Linked DNA regions of Mus musculus: region 1 is linked to region 2. A link is a contact called in public ChIA-PET data. All regions are on one chromosome and are shown on one strand. The core of a region is the stretch at or near the end of the contact, and the rest is flanking DNA. Distances in the headings are between cores, read along the strand shown.

Region 1 (6,983 bases), core at 2,597-5,096, 450 kb before region 2:
TTGAGATCCTGTCCTGGCTTCCCTCGGTGATACACTGCTACCAGAAGTTGTAGGCACAAACGAACCCTCTCCTTCCTGAGTTGCTATGCCTTTTATCAACAGGAGTGAAACTAGAACACCCCAGTAAAGTGTGGGATGAAGAAAGAACTGCACTGGGGTGCTAGACCAAGAAAAGAGGCTCGAGGGTAAACCCAGAACTTTCCTACAGTAGATAGTTTTTTTGAGGGGCTTGAAAATATGTATAAACTGGAGAGCTGGCTCAGCGGTTAAGAGCACTGACTGCTCTTCCATAGGTCCTGAGTTCAAATCCCAGCAACCACATGGTGGCTCACAACCATCTGTAATGGGACCCAATGCCCTCTTCTGGTGTGTCTGAAGACAGCAACAGTGTACTCATAAATAAAAATAAATAAATCTTTTATTTTTAAAAAATATGTATAAACTACGTGATCTCAGAAAATAAAAAAGAAAAGGGGTGTTTGGGAAGTTATCCATTAATCTCATGCCTCCAGTTAGAAAACTATTCACATATAATGCAGGAAGGGCTGGCCTTTGCATGCTTCAGAGAAAGATGTCATGAGAGTTCTCAGACCCATAAATAATGGGGTTGATTAAAAATAGGTCACCCAAATCGATCTAATTGTGTTCTATTTTTAATGTAAATTCTTCCATTGGTTTTTAAAATGTGTAGCCCATTAAGCCACATTAATTATGACCCTAAGAATGTGTTTGTTCTGCAAAACAGGCCCAAGGTGAGGAGAAAAGGCAATTTTCTACCACATGAAGGTGGAGCAGAAGTATCACCGAAGCCCTAGCCCCATTTTCTCTGGGGGAAGAAATCCACACTTCTGGTAGGGCGGGGGTGAGGGGGCCGTGATGGTAAAACGTGACCCAGCTCTGTGGAGTCAGGGTTAAAATGTCTGGAGCCTCCGTGTGTCCCACTGGGATAAAAGGACTCTGATTTGTATGATGAAGGGGAAAATATGTGATTGCCTGTCCGTGTTCGCTGTTCCATGAATAACACAGGTTCATTTTTGCACAGACAGGCACCCATTCTGGAAAACGTGGCAGAAGAAAACTAATGCTAAAAGTGTTCCATCACACCATCGTTGATATGAATATATCCTGGAAACGCTTTCATAAACGCATACTCGCATCGTGAAAGTACAGATGTTATGTGCAGATGAGATCACTGGCAATTCACCTCACAAAACAGACTGACCCCCACAACAGTGAAGAGTCCAGAAAGCTTTATTACGGCCAGGCAACACTCTGCTCGGCAGAAGGCACACACTGGGTAGAGAACATAGTCCTTTCTTATACAATATTTGTTGCTGGGCAGGCAGAGCAAGCAAGTGGTTTAACAAAAGCAAATCAGAATGCAGTTATAGCAAGGCCATACATAAAGTTTAAAATTAACAGAGACAAGGGTCTAGGTACAGGCAATTAAATCAGTAGTGATTTAAAACGTTATCTCAATCCTGTTATCATGCAGTGCCGAAATAAGACCAAGAGTCTACACAAACCTTATCTCTTCTCCCACTATCTTACTTACCCTTTTCCCTAGTTTACACAAGATTGCAAGGAACATTTTTTGCACTCAGACCTTGACCATTTGTAGCCTCTAACATTTCTTTAACAATATACATTTTCAAAGATTTCTTATATTTAATTTGTATAGGGGGTTTCTACATGTGAGTGTGGGTGCCGATTGGGGTCAGAACGTGTCCCCCAGAGCTGGAGTTGTGGCTTTTTGTGAACATCCTGACAAAGGTACTGGAAACCAGACTTGGGTCCTATGCAAGAGCTGTGCGGGTCTTAAGTGCTGAGTCATATCTCCAGCCACAACACAGACACTTTTAAAGTACCGGTACAAAACATGTTTAGAAACTCCATTTGAGACCTCTCTGTCCTGTCATTCTAAATGTCAATGAATGCAGTTCTTCAAAACTTAATGGAACCTCACACACTCCCACACCCCCACTCTCATCCCCAGCACACTCACAATACTAAATACTGTGGTTAGAGATTTGTAAACACCCCCAGGCTAAATTCCTGCCAAGGTCTTTCATTGCTTAGGTTTCAAAATGTTGACCCATGGCATCAAAGTACGGTGTGTTTTTTGAAAGCCCATTTTACACCATGCTGCACTTTCCTCTGGAAACATTGCATAACAAAGGCTCTCCTGAAGGGTTAGAGATCCATTTCCTCACGCTCACCCTGATAGTTAATATTTGTGGCTGTTGTTAATTATGCTAACCTCCTAGACTGGACATGACTATTTAGTTTGGTCCCTTTTAACTTTCGTAAGTTAACTTACAAAGCAATAGGTTTAAATGTGGCACCTTCCTATGTCCGCCCTCAGACCTTGTTCTTGCTCATCCTTAACTTAGTTTTGAGACAGAGCACTGCCCATTGCACCTCCTCTCTTGTTGACAATTTCTGACCTTTGTCCTTTTCCCTGAAGGGCTTTCTTACTAAATGTTCTTATCATTAACCCTTGGTAAGATTTATTATTACAATATTATATTTATTATTATTTAATACTTAATTTGGTCCCTCTTAACTTTCATAAGTATTTGGGCCAAATTACCTGTTCTGTTTTGTATATGTAAATGCTTTAATTGATTTTTCTCAATGACAATCAGTATTCTGAAACCTTCTCCGCCTATTTGACTAAACATACTTTGATGAGCTATTAATGCCTCTTTCTAACACAGTAGTCGTGAATGATCTATGTGAAGTCAAAATTATCTGTAAATTGACAGAGTCTCGGATATTTTCTTGTTAATGTGAGAAAACACCTAGCAAAAAGCAAAATAAGGAAGGAAAGTTTTACTTTAAGCTTGCAGTGCAGAGAAGTTCAGCCATCAGGATGGGGAAGGCTTGGAGGTGCTCAGGAGACAGAACAGCATATCTAGTTGACGCCACCACCAACGTTCTGAAGCAACACCTTCTCACATCCCCACAGGCAACAGGTTCATACTGGGGTAGGGACAGATTGGATGAGGCAACCGCCATCCAATCCCAGGAGAGTCGGACGACCGACGGCCCTCCCAGAAGCCCAGGATCTTGAAAGAGACTTCCGCGCTTGTTGCAAATACATTGCGTGGGCATCCACAGTCTATGAGCCTGGAAGCTCTTCTTCCCTCCCTCAGTTTCAATGGGACAGCATGAAAAGATTATGGGGGCAGGCTGAGAAGTAGAGAGGCACCTCAAGGGACTTCCTGATACTCAGTAATGATTCCATTAATTCCCATATCGTGATAATCACGTTAATACCCGCAAACAAATGTAGCTGTTATGAAGTCACAGTAAAACCAACTAGTGGGGTTCAATCCCCCAGCTCTGCCAGAAGACAACCCCTCCCAAAAATTCTGAAAATGTTCTAAAATGTTAATCGAAGTAAATGCCCTCATAAAATGGACACCAAATTACCTACCCCCTCAAGGAACAAGATAACAATCAAGAAACAGCCTATAATCAGAAATGGGAGAGAAAGTTTATTTTAAAACCCTAGGATAAAAATCACAGATTCTGTCACGTTTATAATATCGTTCAGCACATTTACACGCGTCTTGTTTTTGAACACTGGCTTTCCAGACTCCTTTCAGGACCGTTATTTGGATCTGGCTTTCCCCAAGCCTTCCCAAGAGCTGGGAAATTGGTAGATCCAGGAAGGAGCCTTGACAGGCAACTCACCCAGAAGCCTCTAGGGGACGCGGGAGTGCCGCATGAAGTAATGCGCATGTTCCACCCGCTCCGGCGGACCCTCCCTCTCGTCCCTCCCCTTCTCGTTTCCACCGGAAGTGCTCCCTGGGAGCGGCGGCCGGAAACGCGGGCAGGATCGGTTGCGTAAATACTTTTGAAAGACCCTATTAGCGCGCGGGGCGCCACGTTTGATCTGTGGACGGGCTTGGGCGGGTGCAGTGCCGGGCAGAGAGCCACGTACGCCATGGAGTCTATGGGTCGGCAGGACCGCAGGCTGCATCAGCAGCTTAAGGAAAGCAGTAGCCGCTTCCAGACGTTAATGAAGCGGCTGATAGCGAAGGTAGGCTGGGACGGCGGCCGAGGCGGGCAGGGCGCGGTGGGCGGGGATCCAGCGCCCCGGAGTCTGACCAGCTCTCCCTTCCCCGCAGTACAACCAGCCCTTTGAGGACGACCCGTTGGTGGAGATGAGGACGTTAACCTACGAGACGCCCCAGGGTACGAAGCCCTCCCTTCCTGTTGGCACTGGGCCAGAACAGTGGGCCTAGAATTTGCAATGCTGCATTTGTCCCCCTTGCTCCTAGGGACCTTGAATCCCTGAGTTGCTGATTTCCAATTTAATTTCTCTGAAAGAAATGCCTGGAGACACAGTGCAGCCTGGTTTTTTAAAATGCCTGGCATGGAAGTTCGAGCTAATTGATTAGCGGTACAAGTGACTCTGTAAAATAAGGATGTTGACAATCATGGGTAAGCCGTATGGTTGTGTATAACATCACCAGAGTACCTGTCAGGCCATTGGAACAGCACCCAGGACTGCTCCGCTCTCATGGGCTTTGCTGTATAAATGTAGACCCATCTGTTTTGGACAGTCCCCATTATCTGCCACCTCTGACGCATTTTATTTAATGTTGTGAGTGTACTTACTACCTTAAACCTCATCGGTTCTCTAACTGGGATAAGTTTGTTATTTGATGAGGTCGTATCCTTCCCTAAGACCCATCCCTGATGTTTGTCTGAATTTATTGATAAAATCGGATTTCGGATCACAGTCTGCCAGGGGTCTACAAGTGCAGTCTGTCTTTTGTCTTATTGGCTGTTCAGGGCACGTGTTGGGTAAGCATTTTAAATAAGCAGAAACTGAACTAATTCTACAAAGAGGTTGCTTTTCTCTGGATGGGATCAGGACACAGCAATATAGGAATCCATAAGTGTGCTGTCTGACTCTTGGCTTTTCTGTGCTCTTGCGGCTGTTTGTGAAGGGGTAGGCAGTGTCTGGAGTATTTTGGACTGCCCATCTGTCTTCAATGATATATTCTGTCAGTGATATATAACTGATGTCAGTTATATGAGAACAGTGAAGTTGCTGAAGAGTTTGAGACTATACAAGTTGGTATAAGAGCCCTCCCTGAGGTCTGGCCAACACATAGACACCTAGGGCTGCAGTTGTCGGTTAACAAATCTATGTCCTAGCAAGCTTGCCATGAATCCCTCATCTTGTTGATTGTTCTGAGAGACACGTTTTTGGCGCGGCCTTTCCTAACATGCAGTAGACTGAAGTCCAGATTTAAGGTGGAGACTGGAGCAGAGAGCTAACTGCAGAGAACAGGAGGGAATCATTTGTGTGTGTTGACAGTTCACCTGGGCATGCACTTAGCACGTATTGTAGAGTTCAGTTTCAAACATGCAACATTAGCACTTTATGCGATTAAATGTAGAATTCCACGGAGAGGGCCATTCAGCAAAGCCTTGATTTGACTTAGCCGTTGTAGTTGAGCATCAGTGTCCTCTGGAAAGGTCATGTCCCACAGTGGTCAGTGCTATCAGACCTCCCAGAATTCACATGCTGGTTCCACTTCATGAGCAGAGAGCTGGGTTAGTCATCTGAACTTTCCTCTTCGCATATCTGTCTGTACAGTGGACATGGTAAGTCTGTCCTGTGGGCTTTTAAGAGGGTATGGGAGTTACATGCCACACGGGTTGCAAATACGAAACGGTGTGTCCTTGCTAAAACCTGGAGCATAGAGGGTGCTGTGTAATTTATTTTTTCTGTTTCTGTTATAATAATATAATCTGAAATCTCCAGACCCACCATTTTTCTAAGTAACTTGTGTTTTCCTTGAGGGATTTAGAAGGACTGAGTGTACCTCACTGGTTCTGCTAGCTGGGGGGTGACGGGGCTGATGCGCTCCTTCAAGCTCCAGAGTTCTCTGTACGTGGGCTTCTCTGTCCTGGGCTTCTAGATCGCCCTAGGAAAGCACTGACTCCCAAGATGAGGTTAAATGTATGCTACGTGTCTCCCCCTACCTCCCAAATATATAACTTAAGAACAGTATGTATTTGGAATATGAGCTGTGTTAGCCCCTCAGGTACATGGTGGAATTGGGTGACCTGCTGCCTTCTGGGTAGGAGAGACTGCCATTAGTGACAAGTTTGTCCAATCTTGGTTTTTTTAAAAACTTTCTCCTTCACCAAACTGACTGACGGCGCTGCCAATGCCTGGATTGCTCTGAACGCTTGCTTGCCTTTCGCTTCCTTCGCTTTGGTTTCCCATCAAAGCGTTTTAAGCGGAAATGCGAGCATTTCAGATTGCTTCTTCAATTGTCACCTTTGTTTCTTAAGGGTTGAGAGTTTGGGGAGGAAAGCTGATGAAGAAGGAAGACAAGGAATACACTCAGGTATTTGCCATCAGGTTTGCCGCCTTCCTGCTTTACTCTAGTGTGTTGGTGGGACTGCATCCCAGCGCCAGAGAGCCCGGAGGCCGGTGTGCTCTGTGATGGGATGACCTCCTCCTCTGCCCTTACCCCTCCTGTGTGAAGATAAACTGAGAAGTGTTTCTTCCACCTCCTGGCTCTTGTCTGCTATTTCTTCATCATAGTCCACAGCAAGCCATGTGTACCGATGCTGGACCAGCTTGGGGACTCTCAGGGAATGTCCTAGAGGGAGCTCCTTAGTTGGGTCCTTACCAAAAACGCCCAAATCTCATTTCCTTTAAGAAAAAAAAAAAACAATGCCTCTTTTCTTCCTCTGTAACCAGGATGGAGAAAGAGGAGGAGGAGATCTCGTACAGAATCGCATGGCCTCCACCTTTCTGTGCCCCTAGACTGAGGGTCTCCGGGTGCCAGGGCTTTACTGCTAGTAAATACAGCTAATGCTGCTTTTCTGGGTGGCATCAACACCTTTTGCCTTCCTGCTGTGAGACTGGCCTTTTGCCCTGGTGATTAGTGAAAAGCTGCCTGGTCTAACGGAGTCTCAGGCAACCATGGTTCCTGGGGAAA
Region 2 (6,920 bases), core at 637-3,136:
ATTAATTAACATCTCAAGATCCTACCTGCCGTGGGCATTTTTAGAGTGAAAGTTTCCCTTACCAAACAGACATGCTGTTAGTCCTGAGCCTGAGGGGCAGCAAGACTATGACACTTCAGGGCTGGAGAGATGGCTCAGTTGGTAAAACATGTGCCATAGAGTCCTGAGGGAAGCCCTGTGCTACCATGTTCAGTGTGTCTGTAAACAACCACTGGAGAGCTAGAAGATGGATCCCCGGAGATCATAGGCCTGCTAGTCTCGCTCAGTCACTGAGATCCAAATTCAGTGAGAGACTTTGTCTAAAAAATGTAAGGTGTAGAGATGGCTCAGTAGTTGAGAGTTCTTGACTCTCTTGCAGAGGACCAGAATTCAGTTCTCTGCACCCACGTGGTAAATCACAGCCACCTGTAACTTTAGTTCCAGGGAATCAAATGCCTCCTCCTGGCCTCCAGAGGCACCAGGCACAAACAGAACACACACACACACACACACACACACACACACACACACACACACACACACAGCATACACAAAAGGTTGGGACATTCATTCCCTCAAGCCTCTTGACTTGTTCTGAATTACGAAAACCTCTGAAATGTTCTGTGAGGTTAAATAAGACCAATACTCAGCAGTGGTGGTACATACTGGTAATCCCAAGACTCAGAAGATTGAGACAGGAAGATCATGAGTTCTAGACCAGCCTGGACTACATAGTGAAAGTCTGTCTTATAAAAGCAAAAACAACAAGACCAGAAGCAAATGAAACTCACTAAAAATCTAGCTGAGTGTAGTGGCATTGTCCTTTAATGCTAATACTTGAGAGGCAGAGACAGGAGAATCTCTGTGTATTCAAGGCTATCCTGATCTACACAGCCATAAAGAGACCCTTTCCTGAGTCCCACTGTGGGCAGTGTCAGCAAAGAAGCTGATACAGAACCACTGTAGCCAAAACTGTCCATACTAGGAAGGATAGACCGTGTGACTGATAGGTCTGTAACCACTTATAACCCAGGTCAGTCTGATCAGTCAGTTCAAAGATCTCTCTCTCTCTCTCTCTCTCTCTCTCTCTCTCTCTCTCTCTCTCTCTCTCTCTCTCTCTTCCCCTCTTCTCCCCTCCTCTCCCCTCTCTCCCCTCTCTCCCCTCTCTCCCTCTCTCCCCTGTCTCCCCTCTCTCCCCTCTCTCCCCTCTCTCCCCTCTCTCCCCTCTCTCTCCTTCTCTCCTCTCTCCTCTCTCCTCTCTCCTCTCTCCTCTCTCCTCTCTCCTCTCTCCTCTCTCCTCTCTCCTCTCTCTGTGTAGCCCTGGCTGTTTTGGAACTTACTCTGTAGACCAAGCTGGCCTTGAACTCACAGAGATCTGCCTGCCTCTGCTGAGATTAAAGGTATTCAACATCACTGCCCAGCTTGGCTCCCCTCTTTCTTTACTGGGGTTCCTGCAGAGGGCTGTGGGGTTTCCTATGAGTGAAAGACAGAAGGAACCCCACTCTGAGGGTCAATTCTGGGACCTGGCTAGAGACACAGCACTCCTGGGATTCCAGAGTGGTATCTGGGCTGGACAATTCATTCTGCAGTGCACATCCTAGCAACCAGGCCTGGGCTGCAGGCAGAAGGTAGAGTATGGCTTGCAACAATGCTGGCTGGGAGCCAGCATCAGGACCACTTCCTGAATGAGTTCCCAGACATCTGGACATGTGAACTGTCTCCCATGGGAAGGACGCCCCTGTTTGCACCCCAACCCCCGGGAGTTTAAAGCAGCTTCTGCTTCTCCTGCCTCTAGTGAGTTCAGGAAACTCTTGCAAAGTTTTGCTTGAGCTAGGGGTGGCCACATCCTACCACCTGGGTTGTGGTGTTCTCTCTCTCTCTCTCTCTCTCTCTCTCTCTCTCTCTCTCTCTCTCTCTCTCTCCTCTAGCAGAAGAGGGCCTTTGGGCTAGGCTGTACTGTAGTAGAACCTGCGGAAGCCAGGCCCACAGCTGTGTTCAGGGCCATTAGGATCTCATACTGCATGGTCAGCAGCAGCTTACAACGGATGTTTGACCCGGTTTGAGGAACCCTGCCCACCAGAGCCCTGGTTGCTGGATGTGTCTGGAACAGTGCTGGGCTCTTGCAGCCTTCTGAGTGGCTTCTACATTGAGACCAATGTGATTTAGTCGTAATGGGATGGTTTTGAGAAGGGCCTTGGAGATGAGAGAAAACAACTCAGGATGTGTCTGTGAGAACATTTCCAGAGAAGATTAGCCCAGAGGGAAGGCTGCCCTGGATACAAGAGCCACCATTGCAGAGGCTAGAAACCTGGCTGTCATCAAAGGGGGAGCAGGGGTATCCTGCTAATGCCTGCATTCCTTGTTTCCTGAGCTGTTCTGCTCTGCCACGCCCACCCTGCTGTGATCAATAGAAACTGTGAATGGAAACAGATATTTCTGTGACAGTTTGTTTTCTCAGATACGTGCCTGTGCCTAAACAATGAAAAAGCTAACATGATATGGCCCCATTTCTAGACTGCTCTGCCCACCCCCGACCCCCGGGAAATCCTAGAATGGTGTCCATTCTCCCGAGGATCATTTGGTCCAAAAAGCACACAGAGTTTTGAATGAGAAACAGGAAATGGTATAGAGATACACACACACACACACACACACACACACACACACACACACACACACACACATCTGGTGTAATCTTCCTGCAAATTCTGCTACAGTAAAGGCTATCATTCTAGCCCGAGGGCCCCCTTCCATGACAGTCAAGCTGGGGGGGAGACAGACAGACAGACAGAGAGAATGAAACATGCATGCAGACACACACACACACACGTGTGTGTGTGTGTGTGTGTGTGTATATATATATATATATATATATATGTATATATAGATATATGCATATATAGATATACGCATATATATATATAGATAGATATAGATATATATATATACACACACATACATATCATAGCCCTAGCCTGGGCTAATAGCTCATTTAGTCATCTTCTGGGGGCAGGACGAGCATCTCATTCCTGTCAACACATTCCAAGGATACACAGAGCCCTTCTTGTTCCCATAGTGACCTTACTCTCTAGATTTCTCTCCTCCGGTCCCTTGTTTATAAAGACTGTTCTCCCAGCCTAAGAGATGGACCCAGAGGCAAAATAAACACATAGCCTAGCCTGCCTTGCTTCATAGCTCTTGATGGGAGAAAGGGGGAAGAAAGCAAAGGCTTTCTTTTCAGAAAAGGCAAAGTTCCCTCTTCAGAAGAGGAAGCTGACAAAGCGGGCTGCCGCCCAGGAAGTGGAAAGACACCTGCTACTTACTGTGTTTCCTCCGAGGCTACAGGCTTGACGTAATAGTCACTTGAGTAGAGAACCACATTGGCTATCTGTTCCACTGCAAAGGGAAGACAGGAGGGGGTGGTCAGGGCAGCCCCTCGTGCCTTCAAGGAGACACACAGGACCATTTGACTCTGGCTTTCTCAGCCCTCGGCTTCAAGCTGCAATTTTTCAAGGTCTGGTTGCAGGCCATTTCTGTATACCAGTGACTCACTCTGCGTTACCAAAACACCGGGCTCTGAGATTCGGCTCCAGGAAGCACCCTTCTCTCCTCCAAACCCATAATCTCTTAAAATCAAGCTTGAGGATTAAGAGAAACAATTTCAAGTTCCCATCACAGTACCCAACTTATAGAAAACTACTAATGTTTTGTTTCAGAAAATTTCACCGTTTCAAGGTCATTGGTATTATTTTCCAATATATTTTGAGAAATATTTTTTTTTTATTTTGAAAAAGGCTTTCCTGTGTAACCCAAGCTGGCCTAGAACTCACAACTCTGCCTCAGGCTCCCAAGTGCTAGGTTACAAGTATGCACCAACACACTTTGCTGAGAAGTAAATTGTTTTTAAATTTTATTTATTTATTTTATGTATATGAGTACACTGTAGTTGTACAGATGGTTGTGAGCCATCATGTGGTTGCTGGGAATTGAATTCAGGACCTCTGCTCACTCTGGCCCCACTCATTCCAGCCCAAAGATTTATTTATTACTATAAATAAGTACACTGTAGCTGTCTTCAGAAATACCAGAAGAGGGCATCTGGTCTCATTAGAAATGGTTATGAGTCACCATGTGGTTGCTGGTATTTGAACTCAGGATCTCTAGAAGAGTAGCCAGTGCTCTTAACCACTGAGCCATCTCTCCAGCCCCGAGAAGTAATTTCAAATACAAGTATGCAATGATACATGATCAATTTTGCAGCTGTTTCTGAAAGTTTGCTTCTGTTCTTTCAAAATTGAAATTACAACCCCAGGGTGACATTATTTTTAAAATTTGCATCACTGGAGGAGGCCACGAACATGTCAAGGACTTGTTGGGAGGTCAGAGGACAACTTGTGGGAAAGTCATTCTCTCCTTCCCCTACATGAGTTCCAGAGATCAAAGTCATGGCACCAGGCTGGGAAGCTGGCATTTTTGCCAGCTCATCCCAGTAGCCCAAGTGAGCATTCACTGTGAAGAGAAGGGCTTTCTGGGAAGTGATGGAGTTGTGGGGACAGCACACTCATGAGTGGATTCCGTGGCCTTAACAAGGAGGTTCCAGGAGCTTGTTGGATGAGCTGCTTGTCAGATGAATCTGCCAATGCCCTGATCCTGAACTTTCCTGTGTGCTGTCAGCTGGCCATAGCGGCACACACCTGCAACTCACTACTAGGGAGGCAGCAGTAGGAGGAGCACACGTTTGAGGCCCACATCTCAGTGTGTGTGAGCCACCTAGTTTATGGTGTTTTTGCCATAGCAGCCTGAAGGGGCAGATAGACTCTACTACACCAATCAAGGAAGCCATTGGCACTGCATACAATATGCTGAATAACTCAGGCCCATAGAGAATTAAACCAACATAAAACAAGGCTGGATTAATATTCATAATCACAAAAAGGAAAAAAAACCATAGATTCTCTAATATACATGCACACAATTCCTGACTTTCATCTTCAGTGGACGTGCAGGGAAAGTGGAACGTATGTCTGACACTGCTATAGCTGAATAATACACAGAGGTTTAATTAGCCCCTGGCTCTGGAAGCTGGAACTCCCAAGTGGTGTTGGCCTCTGATAAGGGCCTTCCTGTTTGATCATAATAGCCAAGGACCTCAAATGGCAGAGACATTTAATGGCTAATTTAAGTCTCTTTACTTCATGTCATTATAGTGTCATTATAGGCCCTTCCTCAGAACCCCATCTGACCTTAGCTACTTCCCAAAGTTTTACCTGCAAATATCATTAACATGTGAATGTGGAGATCAAATTTCAAACCCTTGAACATACAGTGAGCACATTCAAACGATAGCAGATAACTGGGCTATACAACCAACTGGTTGGCATGGGGTAAACCCTATTTTGTACATATGTGCACACTCGTGTACGCACATATGTATACACTGAAGAATGAACCCAGGACCTGGCCTATGCCCAGCAAGCAAGCTACAAACTGAGCAACATCTCTAGCTTTTTCAAAACTGGGATTTCACGTAGTCTAGTCTGGCCTCTGCTTGTTGCTGTGGCTGACCTTGAACTCCTGAGCCTCTTGCTTGCTCAGTCCAGTTACAATGACTAATGTAACACTGAAATTCCCATATCCGTTGTCCAGGGCGACCTGGTATGACTACTTACTCTGATGTTGTAAATCTACCTACCTCAGCTTGGCCAGCAAATGTTTTAGCTGAAAGTTGAAGTCTGAATTTGCTCACTCAGATCAATCCACTTTGCTTTTTGTTTCTTCCTTCGTTTTGCCCACAGAGGACCTACACTTTTTTGGTTTTGTTCTACACTTTTAATGTCTTGAGAGAAAAGCTAGGTATGTTGCCCAGACTGGCCTCAAGCTGACAACCGTTCTGTCGCCTGACAGCATGGACCACAGGTGTGTGCTACAACGGGCTAAGGAAATATATAGATCAGTAAGGGGGGTGGGGGGCTCCACTGCAGCATACAACAGAGCTGACCTTTGTTAGATGCTCATTCAAGGGAAGACGTCACACATCACTACTCAGGAAAGCACTGCTGGGGACCTGTACTTAGCCTATAGGCCTGAGAAGGTGGACAACGAGCCAACTTGGGATTCAAGGGTGACATAACAGATTAAGCCCAGTATTTTCAAATCCAGTGCCTTGCTGTATTGGTCAGCAAAAGCTATCAAATTCCAAAAAAGGAAAGTGGGGCTGGAGAATGGTTCATGGTTAAGGTTTAAATCCCCAAACCCACAGGGCAGCTAACAACCGCCTGTGACTCCAGTTCCAGGGAATCTGATGCCCCCTGATATGATACGGGTACTGCACATATATGGTAAACAGCCATTCACACAGGTAAACACCCACATGCATTAAATAATTAAACAAGCAAACGAAAACAAAAGGGGGAAGGTTCTCCCTGGACTCCCCAAGAGAGACCTGGCTCGGAGGGGTGTCTCTGGAAAGGCATGACCATGGGAAGACGGGAAGGCCATCTGCTAGAGACAAACTTCCAACACAAAGGCAATGGCGGAGAATGCATGACTTGTTGTTTTGAGGTAGGGTCTCCCACTGCCCAGGCTGGCCTCAACATGGACATATAGCCAAGGCCAACCTTGATCTTTCTAGTGCTGACACTCTATGCATGCACCATTTAAGTTATGTGGTGCCAGGGATTGAACCTAGAGCCTCCATATGCTTTACCAACTGAGGCGAACGTAGTGACTTCTAATGTCCTTCTCTTTTTTTTTTTTTCTTTTTAAAGATTTATTTTATTATTAATATATGTAAGTACACTGTAGCTGTCTTCAGACACTCCAGAAGAGGGAGTCAGATCTTGTTGGGGATGGTTGTGAGCCACCATGTGGTTGCTGGGATTTGAACTCTGGACCTTCGGAAGAGCAGTCGGGTGCTCTTACCCACTGAGCCATCTCACCAG

The links. ChIA-PET counts read pairs in DNA pulled down with a chosen protein or histone mark.
Region 1: a contact with region 2 is called in an RNA polymerase II ChIA-PET map of effector CD8 T cells, with 5 read pairs. The contact joins the promoter of Hjurp here to the enhancer-like site in region 2. A contact is called at or near these places in 6 of 484 Hi-C or Micro-C datasets (all in embryonic stem cells), 1 of 115 datasets of contacts at active chromatin or transcription factors (effector CD8 T cells) and 2 of 9 other capture datasets (embryonic stem cells and pancreatic islet).

Annotation. Positions count from the first base shown.
Region 1 is chr1:88,274,442-88,281,424 of GRCm38.p6, reverse strand. Hjurp (Holliday junction recognition protein) reads left to right here and starts at 3,846. Exons shown (of 8, transcript NM_198652.2): 1 at 3,846-4,051; 2 at 4,140-4,206; 3 at 6,328-6,383. The coding sequence starts at 3,956.
Region 2 is chr1:87,824,852-87,831,771 of GRCm38.p6, reverse strand. Sag (S-antigen, retina and pineal gland (arrestin)) reads right to left here. Exons shown (of 16, transcript NM_009118.2): 10 at 3,303-3,375. Among named protein-coding and RNA genes, the nearest start is that of Sag, 25 kb to the right of the region's middle. Within about 2 kb of position 1,886, at least 154 of the 459 cell types and tissues checked have an H3K27ac peak or open chromatin away from gene starts, as enhancers often do. A contact at or near this core is called in effector CD8 T cells, where this site is marked.